2 separate regions of the Dromaius novaehollandiae genome follow, and region 1 is linked to region 2. A link is a contact called in public Hi-C data. All regions are on one chromosome and are shown on one strand. The core of a region is the stretch at or near the end of the contact, and the rest is flanking DNA. Distances in the headings are between cores, read along the strand shown.

Region 1 (5,657 bases), core at 1,328-3,827, 100 kb after region 2:
CTGCATCTAATTCTTTTAAATCCTTTCAAAAGCATATACTATCATGTATTACTAATAAGTTTATGGTATGGGAAGTATGTCTTCCAACTAACATGTCACTAGAAAATTTATTTTAAATTTCCTTCTATTTCAGAGAATACCCCCCCATCCCTGTTACCTGTAATAGCTATACGATTTGGTTCGGCCCCTTAAAAAGCCTGGTGTTGAGTGGCTCCTTGTGGACAAAATAAGGGTATCAGAATTTTGAAGTGGGAAATCCAGCTACAGAACTTGTTGATGTTCCTTTTAGAACATCTTTTAAGAGAGGATAGAGATTTTTAAATGCAACTTGTTACAGCTTCTCAATAAATAGTAGATATCTCAAAAGTGGATTGAGAGAAGGTTTCTGTTATGTAATAATTCCTTAGTTAAATACGTAAAAATATATTCAACACTGCCATTTGTAAACTGAATTTGCAACAGACAGAACAGTTTTTATTGAAAAATGAAACTTTGTATTTAGGACAATGCCTGTTTAGGGATTACAGGTTATTAAATCCATCAAATAATGTATTTTATTGTCTCAAGCACTATCACCTCTTAAAACATAGTGATATCTCTTTCTGTGGATACTGTTTTCTCAAGAAAAGTAGTTTATTTCCTTTAATTAGGAGATAATGTGCAAATAGATGACTAGCCTACCTACCCTGAATTATTATAATAATAATGGGAAAATTTTAGCTGCTAATTACAGGTTTCATTTTAAATTTGAATTCTTTTTTGTTCCTTTAAGACTTGACTAACTGTAAATACTTGAATAAAAATGTCATTCAACCGTCTTTATCTGGTAGATGGCCAGATTCTCATGGTCTTAACTTGTCTGTTTTACTAGACAAGTAAATGAAACTAAATTCTCGTAACCTGATGCGAGTACCTCAGAAGTTGCACAAAGTGAATGGAATCCTTTATATCCTGTATTTCTGTTGTTTTTGATGAATTGTTTTTATAAAAATCATTTATCAAAGGAGGTGGCTTCCAAAAACAGAAGGCTTTTCTATTTGTATTAACAATGCTAAAGTAATAAACTTTGTCTTGTATTTCTGTTAGGAACTTACTGAGCAGTTTCATCAAATGGAAATTCATTTAAATGAATTAAATCAGCTCATTATGGATCTTCTTGCTGATGTAAAGACAAAGAGAGACTTTTTAGAATCTAATAAGCTGCATCAGATGGAAAGAAACTTGTATGTGTATTTTTTCAAAGATGAAGACCACTTGAAAGAGATGGTGGAGAAGCTTGAGCAACAGTCTAAGGCTAAAATCAGTGGTCTAGAAGATTAAAGTTTCACTACCAATGAAGTTCTTCGTACTTAAACTTAAATGTACCGTTAAGATACAAAAACATGTTAATGAAAACTGTCTTCAGGTTTATGGAAAAATAAGTATTAGCTTATCAAAGCTAACATTTGTCTGTCATTACAACGTATGTTTAGCTGCCACAGTTATCAAGTTTGGATTACATACCGCTTTATGGGTTTTGGCAGCTGCTTGCTGAGTTCACATTTCAATTTTGTCAAAGTTTTTTTTGTTATGAGAGAGTACACTGGGTACTTAATGAATTACATAACAGACTGCTCTTCTGCTAGCCTGTATGTTGATTTCTGTTATGTTCAGCATAGTGCAAAACGAGGTTTCATGCCCTTGAGATATGTCTTCATGCATGCTACGAACCTTTCCATATGTGATCTGAAAAGTACATGTGGGGAGAAGGCATTCCAGATTTTTGAACATGAATGTACTGTGCTCCTTCTGAAGAGGGAAGTTCTCCAAGGCAAAAATTTTGTGATTGCTTCCCTTGCAGTTCCTCTAAGAAGATACAAGTTTTTTTGGTTGTTTTTTGTTTTGCTTTTAATGTAGAAATGTGTTGGAATAGGTAGCAAAATCTGTGGTTTATTTACCAAGACTATCTGTTTTAAGGTTGTTTTTAAGACTGTTCTTATCTTCTGATTTATCTTATGGTCAGTCTTCTCCATTGAAACCAGTCCGTACTCATACCAGGCTGTTCAAAGAAAAAAGTTTCCCTTTTGGACTTGAGGCTTTTTGAGAATCTTTTGTTACAGCAAGTTTGGAATTTGCTCTATAACTTATAATGATGTGCTTTTAAACTTCAGAGTCTCAGTGCTTTTGGACTTCTGCTTTCACTGCTTTGACTGTTTATCAAATTCTTTTATTGTATCCTAGTACAGCAGCGGAATTAAATATGTTTTTGTAGTATGATAACTTTAAGTCTTTTGTATGTTGATGGGGATCAGCTGTGTTTGCTTTCAAATGTCAGACATTGATAATGGGAAGAAAATTAGTATTAGCATTATCTTCAGTTACACTAACTTTCTATTTTGATTGCAGACTTTTACCCATTATATAACTTATTTAAAAATACTGCATTTCTTTAACTTACTGGTTGGATTTTGTGCTGCTTAATACTATACATCATGTTTATTATTAAATGTTAAATACTACAATTTAAGATCAGTGTCGTCACTACTTAAGGCAAGTCTGTGTGTTGGTTTGTGTATCCTGACACATGTTGTCTGTCTTATGTTTAGTTTGCTAGGTTCTGATTTTGATATGCTCCCTGAATTTGAAGACTGGTGCTTCCCATCTTGGAAAACTCAGGGAGCATTTTTACCCTGTGCAGGTCAGAAACGTTGCAGTTTTATAATAAGAGTTAGGAAAAGGTGGGCAGGGGAAAGATTATACTTTTGACTCTTGTAATGTTAGGGAAAGGAAAGCCATTCTCTCCCCTTTCCCACTTTGCATGCTTACTGTCAAATAACAAACCAGCTTGCACCCTACAGTGCAGTGTTTTGTCCAACAAAATTGTATATTTTTCACTGTTTCCTTCAGTAGTTTCCATGAAAGTCAGTTCCTCATGACTTCGCATCATGCAGTATCAGAATGCTTTCTCTGTAAGGGTTATGACCACAGGTATATTACGACTCCTAGGATATCTCCCTATTTTACTTTTCTTTAGGGTTCTGAAGTGCTGTGCTATTCATTAAAGGCCTGGCTGAATACTAGTCTTGGGATTTTCTCCTATCTGGGACTAGTTGCTGCTAGTAACGTGCTAGTCACTAACAAGAATTTTGAGATACTTTTCAGCTTCTACAACATTGAGGCTCCAACTGATAATCAACTTGTAAATTAGGACTATTACAGAGAGCTTTGGGACAGATCTTACATATATAGGGCCAAACAGACAATTTTGACTTGTTTGAGCTAGACATAAGCTAACCAATGCAGCTTTATAGGTATACCTGTTTGAATTGAGTTATAAGTGTCTGTATTTTGTAGATATTCAAACTTGCAGTCTGCCTGTGGTCCTGAGCTGAGAAAAATACTTCCCTGTGAACAGAAAGAAATATTGTCTGCTTGATGGTTGAACTTGACAGTGTATTTGTGCACTGGATTTAGTGAGAGAAGCTCAGAGTAACAAGTGAATAATTACAGCCCTGTATAGGAATAATTTTCTTAACTGTTGATAGAGCAATTCACTTGTGTACAGCCTGAACTGTATAAGAATTTTTAAAATGTTATGTGATTATCTTGTGTTTGTGGTAAGTCTTATGCGTTGTTTTGATCTAGTTCTCTAAGGTCAACAGTCATCTGTATGGACATCTTTAATTCTCCCAGATGTCTTGTATCTGTGGGCTATCCAGTTATTCTGTATGCAAGTATTACAGAATATGACTACAGGACAACTGGAAAAACAAGTGTTATTAAAAAAGGATAAAACTCAGGGCAGTAATAACTGCAGTAAAAACTTGCAGATACTTCAATGTTGTCAAGCTATTTCTTAAACTGACAAATGAACTGTAGTAACTACTTCAGTATTTTTGAATTAATAGTACTTGATTATATCCATAACACAGGATTTAAGGAATAGAGGTTTCTCTTTTATTAGTGATGTTTTCTGCAGAAAAATACTTACCTTTGAATATCATGATAGTAACCCTTCTTTCTTTCATCTTGTCATGGTGCTATTTTTTGTAGTTTTTTCCTGAAGTGCTGTTGTTTTCTTTCCTTAGAACCTGGGTAACATTTTTATAGCCTGGCACTGGCGCACAAACCAATAATGTAAATGTATGCATACACTAGAAATGGACTTGTTTAAAGACATTGTGTGGGGGGGTGTATTTCAAATATACATTATTATTAATTCTTATAACTGCTGACTATATTTTGTGGCCCTAATATTTTGCATAATTCATGTGTGTATTCTGTGTTTAGGTTTAATCATAAAAATGGAGCATTACACATCATATGTAGGATGTGAGATTTCTAAAGTGCCTTTATCTGATATTGCTCAGAGGATTATGTCAGCTTTGCAGTCTGTTCCTGTAGGAGAAGCTCAGACTAGCAGAAAAAATGACCAGAGTGAGTAAAACTTAGTCTGTTCAAATATTTCTATTTTCAGTTGAAAAAACAAACTGATTCCAAAGGTTTTGAGCTATAATTGTAGCTGAGAGATGTGGCAAAAGTACAGTTAAAAAATTTTGTGCAGAGGATAGACCTTAACAGAAAACATAGCATTAGGTCTCCAAAACTTAGAAACAATCACTGTGCATAAATTGTCTTAACCGAATGGTATTTTATCCTAATTTAATGAGCTTCTCTCACCTTCCTCAAGGTGTTCATAGCCTTCTCCCCTCACCCCCACTGTGCAACTTGGCCTTTAAGCCTCTAGTAGTATTACTTCTATTTGTATACCTTGAATGTACACTTGGTCACAGATGGTAAATTGAAATATAGATGGTTCCAGGGTACTTTAGTTTATTAAGATTAGACTGTGTCTACTAAATGCTGGTTCTAGCTGTAATGATTCCAAACAACTTGAAACATCTTTTTATGGACTCTGATATTTTTAGTGGATCTTCCCTTAGCAAGCTATTTTAATTCACTGTGTAGATATCAAAGTATTAAGAAATACTAGCTAACTAGTAATCATAATTTTTTAACTTTCTAAGGATTTTTTATCTTTGATCTGTAAATCCACACATATGGGTTTAAACTGAAAAGAGGTTTTGTATAAGCTCTGCTTTAAACAGCCTATCTGTAGATATTCTTTTTTATTATGAACATTTAAAATGTTACTGGAATTCTCCTGTGGAGCGCCAAGCAATACCTGAATGTATTTAAAACAAACAAAAACCAAAACAAAATCTCCAGTCCCCATTTAAAAAAAAAAAAAAGTGAGTGTTTAGGTACACAGTTTTTTTTTTTTTTTTTTTTTTTTTTTTTTTTTTTTTTTTTAAAGGCTGTAGTTGTTTGAGAAATATCCTGGGACTTTTCTGATTGATAATGCTGTGTCAGTGCAAGGACTTAGGATATGGCCAGTACCCTCAATTTCACTGTTTCTTTCTTCCTAACCTTTTTTCCTACATAAAATAAAACTAGATGACAATTTCAAACTTTGAATTAACTAATAAATTAAATGTATATGTTAACTATAATCTAGACTGGATATTTAAAGGTCACTAGAGAAGCTGGGAACTTGCAAGAATGCCTGTGAACTCTCCAGACTTGTGTCTGTTCTTTAACTAAACATATATTCACTAGTAAAGCATAACCTAGAGCTTCCTGTGAAATTATAGAAGGAAGAGCTAACAGAAGTCACA
Region 2 (5,332 bases), core at 1,473-3,972:
TCACATCTATTGGTACAACTGATGAGTTCTACTTTCTCAGTGACAGTTTCATTTCAAAGAAAAATGGCAAAATCAGTGCAGAGTCAGCATTTTAAAAAATTGTTGATTAAAACTGTTGGGTACGTTCTTTTTCATTTTGCTGATGTAAAGCTAGAACAATTAAGGAGGGAGAAAGATGGATGTGGATTACAGGAGTAAAACCTGAAGAGCTGGTGCTTTCCTTTTGTATTTTTAAGATTACCCAAGATGATAGGAAGGGCTGTAGTGGGAAAATTTTGTCAAGGGGTCATCAGTTTGGATTGAGCTCAAATGTCATCAGTATCATCCCATGCATAAAGAGTAATTTATGTAGTTATTTATTTTTGCCAACAGCAAGTCTCTAGAGAACTGTTCTCACATGTCCTGTTCCCATGGCAATCTGATACAGATGAGACCACTGCGGACATCAGGAAAAACGTCTTCACCAGGTGGGTGGCACAGTCATGGGGGAATCGTGGCGCAAGACGTGGCCAGGCAAAGCCAGAGCTGGCCTGACCTCACACTGGTGATGGCCCAGCTTGGAGGCATGAGTTGGATTAGAGATCCCCAGAGTCACAGAATCACAGAATGGCAGAGGTTGGAAGGGACCTCTGGAGAGCATCTAGTCCAACCCCCTGCTCAAGCAGGGTCACCTAGAGCACGTTGCCCAGGATCGTGTCCAGATGGCTTTAGAATATCTCCAAGGATGGAGACTCCACAGCCTCTCTGGGCAACCTGTTCCAGTGCTCAGTCACCCTCACAGTAAAGAAGTTTTTCCTTATGTTCAGGAGGTCCCCGGGAATGTGCAAGGTGCCAGATAGGCGTGTGCGATAGCTGACCGTGGTGTGCCGCCTGCCCTCACTGCCGCAGCAGCTCCCTGTGCTACTGAAAATTGGTGCAAGGACCATCTCGTGAGGCCATGTCACGGCCCCACACTGTGTACAAACGTTAGAGGTCGAAGAGCACCAATAAAAGTATTTTTGCAGGTTTACAGTCCGATCTTCCTGCTGCAGAATAGAGACTCAGCCTCCTTGTGTTCAGCAAGTGAACTCAGTCGCCTGGGAAGCAGTCAAAGAGCTGCAGGATACATTTTTCTGCAAGTCTGCACTCCAAATTTTCAGCTGGTAACGTGACTTCTAAAGCTTGGTGGGATGTTATTTTAATGTGGTCCTTAGCCACATTTTGTTGCAAAAAAGGAATGGTTTGTGAATGACTAATACATTAAAATACTTTCTCTGTATTCTTTAGCCTTTTCCTACCTAACTACCTGAGAGCTGCACTGCTCTGGAGGAAGTAGCAGCAGACTGGGAGACAAAAAAGGGCTTGATTTATTCATCTTTGCTTCAGTAATCTTTGCTTTGGGGGGGGGGGGGAGGAGAGCCCTTGGGTGCGGGCTTTGTGACAGATCAGGTATTGGAAAAGAGGGAAATTGATCTGAATATTGCATTTATCTTCCTAGATTTAAAAATACATTAAAATAGAGGTAGGGTGAATGTGATTCTAATTTTTTAAATTTAATTATTTAAAGGAAGGTGCTTAAAAACTCAGGTACTGTATAGCTACAGTTAAGCACATACATTCGGGCGTATCTGTTATTTCTTTGTATATTTTGCGTAGATTAAAGTTTCCTTTGCAGGAGTGCCATGGCCCTACAGTAAAAATTGCAAAACAAAGCAGGCGTCTTTTAAGTATTTGAGTCTAGTCAAGATAAACAGGTAGATTTTTTTATCACACATTTGAATGTGTTTTGTAGACTTTTTTTCCAAACATTTAGAATGTTTTTCCTTAACCTTTTTAAAAATTAGTATTGTCACATACAGGCAGAAAATGATATAAGAAGGATAGTCTGGGATATTTTACTTACGATAACAGGAGTATTCGTAAAGGTCGGTTTTTCATCTTTCTTTCAAACTGGCCATTGGCTCCCCAGAGCTGGGGGAGGCTCGAACCACCTAACGCCCTTCCAGGGCAACGGAGATGCTGAAACTCTCTTCCCAGATTTGCTCCTGATTAGGAGAAACACTGCGTTCGGTTTCCTGAGGAGCAAAGGGAGAGAGCAGCCCCTCTGGGAAAGGGCAGATCCTGCCGCGTTCCCCGTAGCGGATTATTGTATTTTCCTGCCTGTCTTGAAAGACGCATTTTCAGCTTGGAAGAGCATTAGGCAAAAGAAACATTACTGCCTTAATTCCCAAGAGTCTGGGATATATTTGAGAATTACAGTGAGTTAAACCGCCTCAGAAGTTTGAGCCGTGTGTTTTTCTTTTATTAAATTTCCAAGGGACCTAAAAAGACCCAAACAAAACATTTTAAAGATCTCTTTAAACTCCTTTTTAGCTGTAAACAAATTGGAAATTTGTGGATGTTGCTAATTGGAAATGTATTTTGCACCGTAAGCGCTCTAGGTCGGTGGAGGAAGTGCTCTGTTTTCCCTACGTGACAGAAAAACCATCTCTCCTTCGAGTGGAAATCTCGACCAACGCCACAATGCAGCGAAGCCGGGCGTTTCTCCCGCACAAGCGCACGCGCTCCCGGCACCTCAGGCTACGCCCGGGCTGTAACGGTTTCAGGTTTGGCTCCGAGTCGCTCTTTGGGAGCACATTCCCCTTGCGTCTGGCTCCGCGGGTGTCTGCGTGTGCAGCACCGCCTCATCCCCCCGCGCTCGGGGAGAGCAAATCCAAGCGCGGCCTGCTCCCAGCCTGCGTCCGCGGAGCAGCTGCCTTATTAGCTGGCACTCGGGCTCGTTTGAGCTCAGCGGTCAGATGCAGCTGTTCATTAACTGCTCTGAAAAACTGCACTTTAACGAGGAAGGTGTGTTGTAATTGGCGGGGTGGGCTGTGTTTTTTGGATGGGCTCGAAAATAGTTTTCTGTTTTAATAGATCTGATTGGCTGCTGATCTTAACATTGGCTCTAATTGCTGTTTAACTGCAGATCTATTTTAAAGCGTGCAGCAGTAGTAATTACAAGGAAAACACTCTACCAGAATTTAAATATTATTTCTTGAATTTGAAGCCTTCATCTCTATATGGCAAGATTTGAACCGAAGCAGCTTTTTGGGTACTTAGCTTTGAAAGTGTAATCCCAGGAACAACAAAATGGGCCGTAAGGGCACGAGATCTGGTGCTCTGCAAACCCGAAAGGAAACACTCTGTACAAATTGCTTTCAAATAGATTTCTTGAAGTGTTGAAGGATCTATTACTTACTGGTTAAAACTAAGCTGGCTTAATTCTTGTTTTATTACAGCTTGCTACTGTGACGGTCAGGAACTGATGTAGGACGGCTGGAAAGAGGTAAAGCGCTACTAAAAACCATCATATTTTATCTCGGCTTTGCCGAAGCCCAGGGCGAGAGTGTCGATGGTGGAGCTGAAATCAGGGCCTGGTTCTTGTCTTGCAAAACCTGCAAGAAGCCGGGAGGTGCAGCAGGGCCGGTGGCAGCCTCTCGCGGCCCTTCGCTCCCCACGTTGGCCAGGGAGCGATGCCCAGGGAAAGGCTCCATCCTCCCTCGGGTCCCCAAAAGCAGACGGAGCCGGTCCTCCGGAGGCGGCTGTGTTAGCACTGGGCACGCAGGGCAGCAGAGAGCCATTTGCTGCTGCGTTTTCCTGGGCTGTAAGCAGAGGATGAAAATCCAGCTGGCGTCCAACTGGAAATTTAGGATTCTGGCATTGGGAAACCAATATACCCAGAAGGTCAGCTAGAAAACAAGACTCTATGAAAAATCATAGGCGCTGCACAGTGACATAACTGTTTGACTTAGCAACAGGGCTCCTATGAGGAACAAGGGATGCAGCCAACTCAGCCAGCGATTTCTTGCTACAAACACTGGCACAAGCACAGAGTTGCGCTCCTGAAGACAAGCTCTCAGCACAGACAGCTAGGCAGCAGAAAGCCTTGTCTACCACGAGGAAAGCACAGCTGTGTCGCTCCCAAAGCCCTTCCCTACTGCTAACGCCTCAGCCCTTGAAGTCGGTCGACGGCAGACCGAGAAGCGGTGGCAGACACCCCTGCAAGCCCGGCGTCTGCGCCTGTCTGCGGGCTGCGGCTGAGCTCTGGCCCTGCCGTTCTGGGAAGCGGAGGAGTTCAGGTCACTTGTGGCTTGGCTTATGTCTTTTTGCGACACCAAATATGTGTGTTCGAATCTTATATCCTCCGATGTCCACAAGAAAGAATACGACACCCTCTGCTCTGGATGCCTTTTTATAAACATTGAAGAACAGCGTAAAACAAACAAGTGCCCAGTAATTACATGCCATAGATAAGCGCTCCTGCCATAAGCCCTGCAAACACAATTATCACCAGTTTCTCTTCACTGGCTTAACTCCTTGGAATATCATACATGAGCCAAATTAATGTTATCAGTATGGCGGGAATGACTTTTTCCTCTGAGTATTTCTGCGAGCAAAAGCAGGCTTGAATGGTACAGCCTACCCCACATCCACCTCCCTTGAGTCCTAGCCACACATAGCGGGTTTTCCAGTCGCTTTCCTCTGTAGCTCAGTTGCAAGTTAAAAGGTGCAATTGCAGGCATTTTATGCCTCCTTTTATTTTGGCTGAAAGACACGATTTCTAAGTGTGATCTTGCATCTGCAGATTTCAGGTCCCCCCAGTGCCCACGTGCCCTTTCCCCTCCGCTGACATTGCAAACGCTGCCTTGCATTGCACTATATGATTTGACGTGTCCAGGACTGTAGGAGTTGCTCGAACTGGAGATGTGCAAAACATGAACTGTTTTGACTACACAGACCAGCGTGAACGTTTTTAAGTGAAGGCCTGCAGTATATAGTGATACTTATCTCAGCTTCTGAGTTCCCTTGTGTTTTGACTGGCTTTTTTACGTCTTGAGATCTGTATCTTTATTTGCAAATTATTTTCACTGTGAAATGACTGAGGGCCTCTGGATACAGCTGCTCTCTAAAATCAATGACACTGATGAGCCATCGCCGCCTCCATCCCAACTGTAACTCAGCTGCGCTGCAGCGGTTGAATACAACCAGGAACTAAAACACTGATTTTCTTTCTTTTCTTTTTCTTTTTCTTTTTCTTTTTCTTTTTTTTTTTTACTTCTCACTCAGAAGCACTGAGTTTTAAGGCTTTCTCCCTTTGAGTTCAAATTAACGCTGAGAAAATTGGTAAGTGAGTGTTACTAAATATCGGTTTGGGATGGGAAACCCTGCCGCTGCTTCAGCCGCAAGGCTCCCTTCTGTGCAACGCTCAGCGGTGCAGTTTTGCTCGCCGGCTGTAAAGGGCATGTTTTCATGCCGCTGCTTCAACGAGACTGGAAGGTTTTGCTCCCCGGGGCCGTGACGTACCTGCTGC

The links. A called contact is a pair of places that touch in the nucleus more often than the background predicts.
Region 1: a Hi-C map of liver shows a contact between it and region 2, with 5 times the contacts expected there. The contact joins the promoter of POLN here to the enhancer-like site in region 2. A contact is called at or near these places in 2 of 4 Hi-C or Micro-C datasets (brain and liver).

What each region holds. Positions count from the first base shown.
Region 1 is chr4:78,635,944-78,641,600 of bDroNov1.hap1, forward strand. POLN (DNA polymerase nu) reads left to right here and starts at 2,578. Exons shown (of 25, transcript XM_026112781.2): 1 at 2,578-2,677; 2 at 4,270-4,416. The coding sequence starts at 2,578. HAUS3 (HAUS augmin like complex subunit 3) reads left to right here. Exons shown (of 5, transcript XM_026112780.2): 5 at 1,087-2,506. The coding sequence ends at 1,320.
Region 2 is chr4:78,535,664-78,540,995 of bDroNov1.hap1, forward strand. No RefSeq gene overlaps it. Among named protein-coding and RNA genes, the nearest start is that of MXD4, 42 kb to the right of the region's middle. Within about 2 kb of position 2,723, at least 2 of the 2 cell types and tissues checked have open chromatin away from gene starts, as enhancers often do.